Linked DNA regions of Pan troglodytes: region 1 is linked to region 2. A link is a contact called in public HiChIP or PLAC-seq data. All regions are on one chromosome and are shown on one strand. The core of a region is the stretch at or near the end of the contact, and the rest is flanking DNA. Distances in the headings are between cores, read along the strand shown. Region 1 holds the start of MEIS2 (Meis homeobox 2). Region 2 holds the start of CDIN1 (CDAN1 interacting nuclease 1).

Region 1 (4,250 bases), core at 353-2,852, 530 kb before region 2:
TGTTGTTTTTTCCCCTCCCCACCCCGCCGCATTCTCAAACCTCCCGGTCCCGGCTAAACTGAATTCGCGTAACTGTCGATTGAAATAAAATTCTGGAGACCAACTTTTTCTTTTCTCTTTCATCTTCTTTTCTTTTTTACTCACCTTCTCTTAAATGTCGACGAGCAACTCAGCAACAAATAAGGATACTTTTAATCTTGGAGTTCTTCTAGGAAAAAAAAGAGGACGTGGAGGAAGTACCCTCCCCCCAACCTTCAGATTTCCTACCCGTAGGCTCTAGCAGGCTTGAAGCCCGGCAAAAAAGAGTGGCTGAAAACCTGGGCTACACTCTCCGCCCTGAAGCTCCGTGAGTCCGGCCGTCCCTGCTCGGGCCATTGGGCAGAAACCGCGCGGCCCGCAGCCCCTCTCCGTGGCGTCGCGCTATCCGCGCCTCTGCCAGCCCCTTCGCACTATCTTTCTTTATATGTGAGGGCCGATTTCCCGCAGACATCATTGTTATGATGGCTCATTTAATCAAACTGTTTAATTGCTCTGGTAATCACTATCATCATCACAGGTGCTCAATCATTCATCATTTTTGGAGGGCTTTATTGACCTCCGGAGTTCATTCCTCAGCCCTATTAAAACGAGGCCAAATTTCTCCGACTCCGCTTGGAGTCTCTGCAGGCTGCAATCTTAGCCTAGTTTCTGTTGCTCGAAAGCTTACAGTGAAGCAGGGAACATGGAACGGGGGCCAAAAAAAAGAGCCCTCCCACCCGCCCTCCTCCCCGCGCTCTCTCGCGCTCTCTCTCTCTCTCTCTCTCTCACACACACACACACACACACACACACACAGAGTACTTTATTCTCTCTAATCAACCTCCCCCATCCCACCCTCCCTCCGCGGGAAAGTCGGATAGACGCGGCTCGCGGAAGACACTCTACTCTCCACTTCCCAGAATGGGTTCAAAGTTGGGGAGGGATGCGGCCGTTGGAGAACAACAGTCCGCTTTCCACTCTCTGGGCCAGGGACTGGGAGGGCGAGAGCGAGAAGTTGGGGAGAGGACGCGCTTCCAGCGCCTGTCCGCCCGGCCGCGCCACAAGGGGCCGAGGGGCACGAGGGCTGCTGGGCTGCAAGGCTTGCGCTGGGTGACCGTGGCTCCGCCCCCAACTCCGGGCTCGTAGTGATTGACGCGCGGCCGCCGGGAAACCAGCCGCGCAGAGGTGAAGCCTGGTGCAGCTTGGGCCAGGGAGGACAAGGCACCGGCCACAAATAGTTTCCACCCAAACGGTGTGGGGTAGTTCCCTTCCTTTCCTTTTCCTTTTTGGAAAAGTTCTTTCGGAGCTGGCCCCATCTCCCTGACCCCGCGAAATCGCCCCTGTGTAATTAACACAGCCATTAGCAGGCGTTACCGCGGCCCGCCGCTGCGCCTCGGGCGACCACAACAAAGCTGGGCTGTGAGCGCCGGCCACTCCTCCTCGCCCTGCAACTTCTTTCTCCCCTACTCTCTCCGTCTTTTCCTCCTGTGCTTCCCAGCTCTGAGTGAGATCCACTTTGGAGACGCACACTAGTCGCGCGCGCGCACGGGCGCGCGCGCACACACACACACACACACACACACACACACACGCCCTTGGCTACATCGGACCCAGATGACTGCCTCCTCACTTCCTCCCTCCCGATTCCGCCGCGGCCCCCAAAGACTCTCGGGGTGGCCCCTTGTCCGCACCGCTTGGAGGGAGTGTGCTCTGAGTTAAGCTGGTCTCTTCTGGTCCTGGAAAAAAATGAGTATTGACAAGGTTGCTGGATCTGCGCAGAAAAGAAAGTGCCACTTAATAAAAAATTTAGCCCGGCAGTGGTACCGTCTGCAGAGCTTGCTGCCCTTGGACGTTAGCAGGAAGCCTTCGGGGTGCTGTAATCGGCGGGCAGAGGAGAGGGAGGCCGCGGAATTAAAAGGAACAAAAGCTAGAGCGCCATGCCAAACGTCCCCGGCAAGACCCAGTTAGGCAGGAGCCGGGAGTGATGGGAAAATGAACTAGAAGTAAGTTTTTTTTTTTTTTTTTTAAATGAAAAGATCTGAGGCGGTACCGTACTTTCCCTGTGGTTTTCTGCAGTTTTCCTCTCTGCGCTCTCCCTGTCCTCTTCTCTCTCCCCCTCTCCCTCTTTCCCTGTTCGCGCGCGCGCGCGCGCAACACACACGCGCGCACGCACACACATACACACACACTCACACACACAGACACACTCTCCTTTTCCTCCCCCCCGCCGTCCCCCATCCCCGTGGAGGAGCAGGCTTGCTGATTTGCTCGGGTCCGCCCGGCTCGAGCCTCCCCTCCCCCTCCCGCCCCCCCGCCTCCCCCACCCCCCCAGCCGGGGCTGTCCGATCGCACTCGTTGCATATCAGAGGCTCGGCGCGGCGCGCTCCTCCTCGCTCCCGCTCCCCACTCCCGGGATGTGTCTCCGCCGTACGACGGGCTATGGCCACCACGACTTCCGGGTTCCGTCATTTCGTTCTCCCGCCGCCGACCCGCGCCGCCAAACTGAGGCTCTTCAATAAGCCAGGCAGCAGCCAACCTGCCAACACCTACTGACACTCACTCATCTCCCAGAGAGAGAAAGAGAGCGAGAGAGAGCGAGCGCGAGAGAGCGAGCGCGAGTGAGAGCGAGCGAGCGAGCGAGAAAGAGAGAGAGGGAGAGACAAAATACCTACCAGGAAAGGGGGGGAGGAAGTCCAATTTTTGCAAACTATTCATTTTTTTTTCTTGATTTTTCTCACTGCTTTCTTTGAACAATACTTTAAAGAGAGAGGATCGTATTATAGATACCGCGGGGGCAAAGCTAAAAAAGGGGGGAGGGGGGAGGAAAAAATTCAAGAAGCAGAAACCCCTCGCGGAGTTTTACTGGAAGAAAAAAACGGGTCTGAAAGATTCCTCCTCTTCATCATCATCAACCATCATTCATTCACTACCTTGACATTCCGGGCTTTGATTGACAGCTGGAGTGGCAAAAAGCCATGAAACACGACAGTTCGGTTACATGTGGGCTGCTGACGGGCCGCTCGTAACCTTCAGTTCGGGGGCTTGACAATTTTTTTCTTCTTTTTCTTCTTTTTCTTTTCTTTCTTTTTTTTTTTCCAACTGAGGGGAAGAGAAGAGAAAGAGGGGGAAAGGAGGACCGAAGAGGAGGAGGAGGGGAGGGGGGAGGAGGAGGAGGTGGAGGAGGAGGAGGAAGATCAGGAGGAGGAGGAAGAAGAGGAAAAAAGAGAAAAAGAAGAAATATCACAGAAAAAAAAAAACTCTTCGTTGTCTAGACTGGGCTTTTTTTCCCCCCTAAAAAATAGCATATTGGAGAATTGGGAGAAGTCTCTTTGGTTTGGAAAAAAAAAAAGGAATCTTCAGCCTAGATCACTTTCTTATCCGGACTGGGATATTAAATATACGACACATCCAGGAGTTTATTGGAGCGCAGACTGATGGCGCAAAGGGTAGGTTTAAATCTCCAACACTTACCTAGATATAAATCCTCTCCTAAGAGGGGCCTGTCCCGATGCCTCCTCTCCCTTCAACGCTTCTGCTGCTGGTCGCTGCTTGATGATGGCGGCCAGTATTTTAAAAAATAGCAAAATTATTCATCGGCTTCTTTCCCTCCCGTGCCTCTGCGTGTGTGCGAGTGTGTGTGCGTGCGTGTGTGCGTGTCTGGGCGCGCGTGTTCCAGCGCTGTGCGAGCGGGCGGGCGGCGAGTGCGTGTGAGTGGTGTGTGTGTGTGTGCGTGTGCAATCGTTACACGCTTTCGCCTCGCTCCAGCTTTTACCCCAGCAGCGCGATTCCCCCGGTTCTCCTGCTGCCGCTGCTGCGCCGCTGCCGCCGTGGCTCGCGCGGCTCGGGGCGGGCACGGGCTGCGTAGGAGCCGCCGCCGGGGCCGCCGCTGGGGCCGCGCTGCCGCAGCCGCTGCGCCGCCGCCTAGACTACTAGCCTGGGCTGCTTGTTTTGTCTCTGAAATTGACAAGGACGCAGGGAATCCGCTGCTAAATAATGTTTCTGGTAACTTTCACGTTATTCGCCCCCCCACCCTCCGCTCCCTGCCCCCGGGGAGGCACTGGCCCTAGTCTTTCCTAGTCCTCGGCGTTCTCGTGCTGATTATTAGCGTTTTTCTTCTCTTTATTTTGTTTCATTTCGCCTTTTGATTTATTGGATCCTCAGAGGAGGCGAAGGGGGGTTAGGGGTGGGATCCGGGGCTTCCTCCTCACACTAACTCCACTTCTCCCTCCGTT
Region 2 (4,633 bases), core at 2,123-4,622:
AATTAATGATAACAAAGTATATTATTCAGATTTAAGTATCTGGCAGACACTTTCTCAAAAATAAACAATGTGAGCCTGTCATTTCAAGGAAAACAACTAATAGCATTTGTTGTCAATGATAAAATTTGAGCTTTCAAGGGAAAATTCAAATACTGGAATGCTCATATCCATCACCACAAGCTTGACAGCTTCAAATCTTACAGACTTCTGATGAGATTAGAGATGATATTAACAAATGTAATTTTTTGATATTGTATAATAAAAGGTGACATTTGTAAGATCTGCACAACTCACAAGCAACATTTTACAAAGGAATAATGCACAATGATAACAAATCAGGCATGGGTAAAAGATCCATTCAAGTTCAAAACAGGCCAATGGATTGTAATGTAACAAGGTAACAATCACCTTGATATGGTGATTCACCCACCTCGGCCTCTGGAGTAGCTGAGTAGCTGGGTCTAAAGGCACATGCCACCACACCCAGCTAATTTTTTGGATTTTTATTAGAGATAGGGTTTTGCTGCGTTGCCCAGTCTGATCTGGAACTCCTGGCCTCAAGTGATCCTCCCATCTCGGCCTCCCAAAGCGCTGGGATTACAGGCGTGAGCCACCACACCCAGCCCTAAATAGTTCTTTAATCCCTTCTTTTGCGGATTAGTAGTTCAGCTCTCTCTAAATAAAGTTTCCTGTGGAAGGAGAGTTGTTATTTATTCCCTGTATGGCATTTGGGAGAAGTGAAAAAGATTTGAGTATATCATGAATAAGAAAGAAAAGAGCATAAGAGAATACACCAGACAGCATGGTGTCACACAGGAAGGGAGGCTTTCGTAAGTGTTGATTAAAGTAACAGACACTTACTTATTATAGAGAAGACAAGGTATTTGCTAGAGAAAAGAACGAAAAAGAGAAAAAGAGGGAGAGGAAGAGAAAGAAAAGCAAAATTACAAGTGATTGCATACATAGTGAGAGGAGAATATCAAAATGTATGCTTTTTCTTAAAACTGCCCAGAAAAATCTACCTATTCCCTTGGCTGACCAGTCTTCACCCATTTCACTGTTCATGTGCAGAACTGGCAAGAGTTAATGACAGAAAATTAAATTATGTGTCAATTTTGTTCCTTCTTAGCAAGTCTGATAAAATACTAAAGGCTATAAAGGGATAAATATTGCCCTAAATCAAATCTGGATAATATTGAAAAGAGACTCCTTCATTTTACAGACTAGGAAAACCAAGTCCTTCAAAAAGCGAAGTCATAACAGAACTTAAACTTATGCTTCAATTTGTACTTTGATACCTATTATCCAATTACCTTTCTTTTCTCAAGAAATTACTTTCTGTCGTGTTTGTTCAGGGACTGAATACGTCAAGGATGGGGAAGCTCTCCATTAGGAATAACCATGCTCAGTGCCACAAAACAAAATGGTACAGGTTTGGATTTGGTTTTTCATTAGGAAAAAAGTAAACAAACATTCTCTGCTTTTAACACAACATAAATACAGTGACCTGGTTGTCCTCAACTGGTTCCTCATGTAATGTTTGGGTCTCAGTTTCCACTTCATTAAAATGAGAAATCTACATAATTCCCAAAGTCCTTTCTTAGAAAGTTGGATAATTCTAAAATCGCTGAAAAAAGAAGTGTTCGGGGGAGGAAGTATGAAATACACCCGGAATGTGTGTATGCATAACATATATGGAGAAACTTTAGATCTGGTTGTTCAAATGGCCAATGACCCAAGAGTGGAATCCCTGGGTACCCTGCTCTCTGATTGGATTGAGAACCCTTGAGGTCACTTAATTCCACAGTTAACAGTACAAGCCACAGTCAAACAGTATGAAGCCGCTTTACCCCTATGCTCCCTTGTTTGTTTCCAACGGCCAATTGAAAAGGGTCCTCCATTTGCTCCTTTCGAATCTACAATTCATATTCCCACCCATCATTCATTCCTAGTATCTGTCAATTAACCTCTGGTCATTTATGAAGCACCTACTATGTTCACCCATCACCTAGCACGTACCACGTTTTCCATAAATATCTGTTGACTTGAATTTAATTGCAAGGCCTTGGGAGGCTGCCATGAACTCACCGTTAAGAGTTTTGTGTGGAAGGCGAGTGAAAGAATAAACCTTTTTTCGCCAACCTCGACCTCCTAACGCCTGACACTGGTGTTCCTCCCCACTCAATGTGTGACACGTGGTTCCTAAGCGCTGCCTGGGCGGCCCAGGCACTGCTGCTGCAGGCAAAGGGCTGTGAGAGGGGAGAGATGGACACTTACCTGGGAAACCTCTGCTTCAGCTTCCTCAGGCTCTGCCTGGTAGGCGGCACAGACACTAGGCACTGGGCTATCTCGTCGTACTGAGCTTTGGTCAGTATCATGTTGGGCCAGGGACCAAGAGGTGGCGGGAACAAGGAAAAAACACCCTGGGGCTCAAGTAGCCTTGGTGCCGAGGGATGAGGGGTAGGCAAAGCGGCACAGGCCCGGGTCCTCGCCTGCTTGGCTTGCCCCAATCCCCCCTGAAACACACCCCTAGCTGCAAAAGCGGGGCGGAGACTCGCCCGGTCCCAGGCTCCACCGGCACCTCCGCGGCGGGGACGGGCTGTACACCAGAGGGCCCGAGCTTGGCTTACTGAGCAGCCGCAGTGCTGCGGCCGAAGGCAACTAGCCGCCATGTCAGTTAAGGGCAAACCAACCAGGAAGTAGCGGCCGCCCTTGGAAAGGCGCCGCGCCAGAGTTTCAGTAGGCAGGTAGGAATCCAGGGCATCGCCCACCTAGGATCAAAGGATCAACAAGGGATGCTTTGTACTCTCCCAATTACTAGAAGCCAGGGCGGCCTGACGCACAGACCAGGCGGCAGGTCTCACGAGTGCCCCGCGATCCTTCAGCGTGAGCCCCCGAAAGCCCCTGCCAGAGCGCGCGATTTGAATACACTTCTTAACGCGCCAGTTTGAGCGCTCCTCGGAGAGTAGACTGGCCTGCCGAGAAACCATGTCTTCACTCTACCAAGTCTGTCATGGTCCGAGCAGGAAAACTCACTAGGGTCGCTGTAAACATAGTTTGGCTTGTGTTGAGGAAGCCCTACAACTTCTGTACATCGCGTGGAAGACAGTTTTGTCCTTGTTGAGAAACAGACTTGAAACAAATCCGACGTCATCAAACAGCCGGCAGTAAAGAATGTCACTTTCGGCCGGGCGCGGTGGCTCACGCCTGTAATCCCAGCGCTTTCGGAGGCCGAGGCGGGCGGATCACGAGGTCAGGAGATCGAGACCATCCTGGCTAACACGGTGAAACCCCGTCTCTACTAAAAATACAAAAAATTAGCCGGGCGTGGTGGCGGGCGCCTGTAGTCCCAGCTACTTAGGAGGCTGAGGCAGGAGAATGGCGTGAACCCGAGAGGCGGAGCTTGCAGTGAGCCAAGATCGCGCCACTGCACTCCAGCCTGCGCGACAGCGAGACTCCGTCTCAAAAAAAAAAAAAAAAAAAAAAAAAGTCACTTTCACTCCTTGCAGTTAGCTGCTCAAGGTCTAAAATCGCATCTTATTGTAACCCCAGTTCTCAGAAAATAGTAGGCGCTCAATAAATGTTTGGAGTAATGAGCCAATCTTTTTTGGTTTTCCATATGCATTATGAATGGATCTCAGTTCTCCTAAAGCAATTTGTTGGGATATCAGTCCCTCCTTTAATCTCTTTTCTAAAATCTGTTTGGTTCTTAGAAGGTCATGTGTTGTGTTTCTCTTCTGATTTCAACAATTTAAGCAAACGAAAGCAAAGGTGCTTAGACTTTAGAGAACCTGTAAGTGGTTTAAAATTTTTCATCTGGAATAATGCCTGGGTTGGAAGTTTTAGATATACCTCCTTGAATAAATTCCTTAATCCATCGAAGCCTCATTTCTTTTGTCTGTAAAACTGATTTAATTCATGGAGGTGTTTTATTTGTGTATGTTTGATGTAGAGATGGAGTCTTACTCTGTCGTCCAGGCTGGAGTGCAGTGGCTCCATTGTGGCTCACTGCACCCTCGAACTCCTGGGCTCCAGCAATCTTCCCACCTCAGCCTCCCGAGTAGTTGGGACTACAGGCACATGCCACTACACCTGGCTAATTTTAAAATTTTTCTCTAGAGATGAAGTCTCGCTTTATTGACCAGGCTAGTCTCAAACTCCTGACCGGAAGTGATGCTCCAGCCTCTACCTCCCAAAGTACTGGGATTACAGGCATGAGCAACTTTGCCCGGGCATGGGCTGTTTTTAAGATTAATAGGCTGGTACAAATAAAAGATTATATAGCACGGTGTCTAGAGGATAGTCTATGTGAAATATTAGGTTGGTGCAAAAGCAACTGCGGTTTTGGCCATAAATAAATAGGCTAAGTAAGACTACTTGATAAAAATGGACAGGGCGTTTACTAGGTATTGTTTTACAGGCTCCCCATGCACAGACTCGCTTAATCCTCATAACTTCCTGCGAGGCAGGTACTATTGCTGTTATCCTCCTCTTCCCTTTTGTACAGAGTGAAAAAACTAAGACATGAAAAGGTTAAGGAACTTCTAGAGGTCATGAGGATAAGTAGCAGTAGTAAGATTTAAACTCCTGAAATTTGGTTCCAGAGTCAGTGCTCTTGCCAACTTTCAGTAAT

Evidence for each region. HiChIP or PLAC-seq counts read pairs in DNA pulled down with a chosen protein or histone mark.
Region 1: a contact with region 2 is called in an H3K4me3 HiChIP or PLAC-seq map of stem cell-derived excitatory neurons, with 4 times the contacts expected there. The contact joins the promoter of MEIS2 here to the promoter of CDIN1 in region 2. A contact is called at or near these places in 1 of 7 Hi-C or Micro-C datasets (stem cell-derived neural progenitor cells) and 1 of 1 datasets of contacts at active chromatin or transcription factors (stem cell-derived excitatory neurons).

The regions. Positions count from the first base shown.
Region 1 is chr16:29,044,055-29,048,304 of NHGRI_mPanTro3-v2.0_pri, reverse strand. MEIS2 (Meis homeobox 2) reads left to right here and starts at 1,602. Exons shown (of 13, transcript XM_063794694.1): 1 at 1,602-2,021.
Region 2 is chr16:28,520,195-28,524,827 of NHGRI_mPanTro3-v2.0_pri, reverse strand. CDIN1 (CDAN1 interacting nuclease 1) reads right to left here and starts at 3,372. Exons shown (of 11, transcript XM_024349115.3): 1 at 2,278-3,372. The coding sequence starts at 2,672.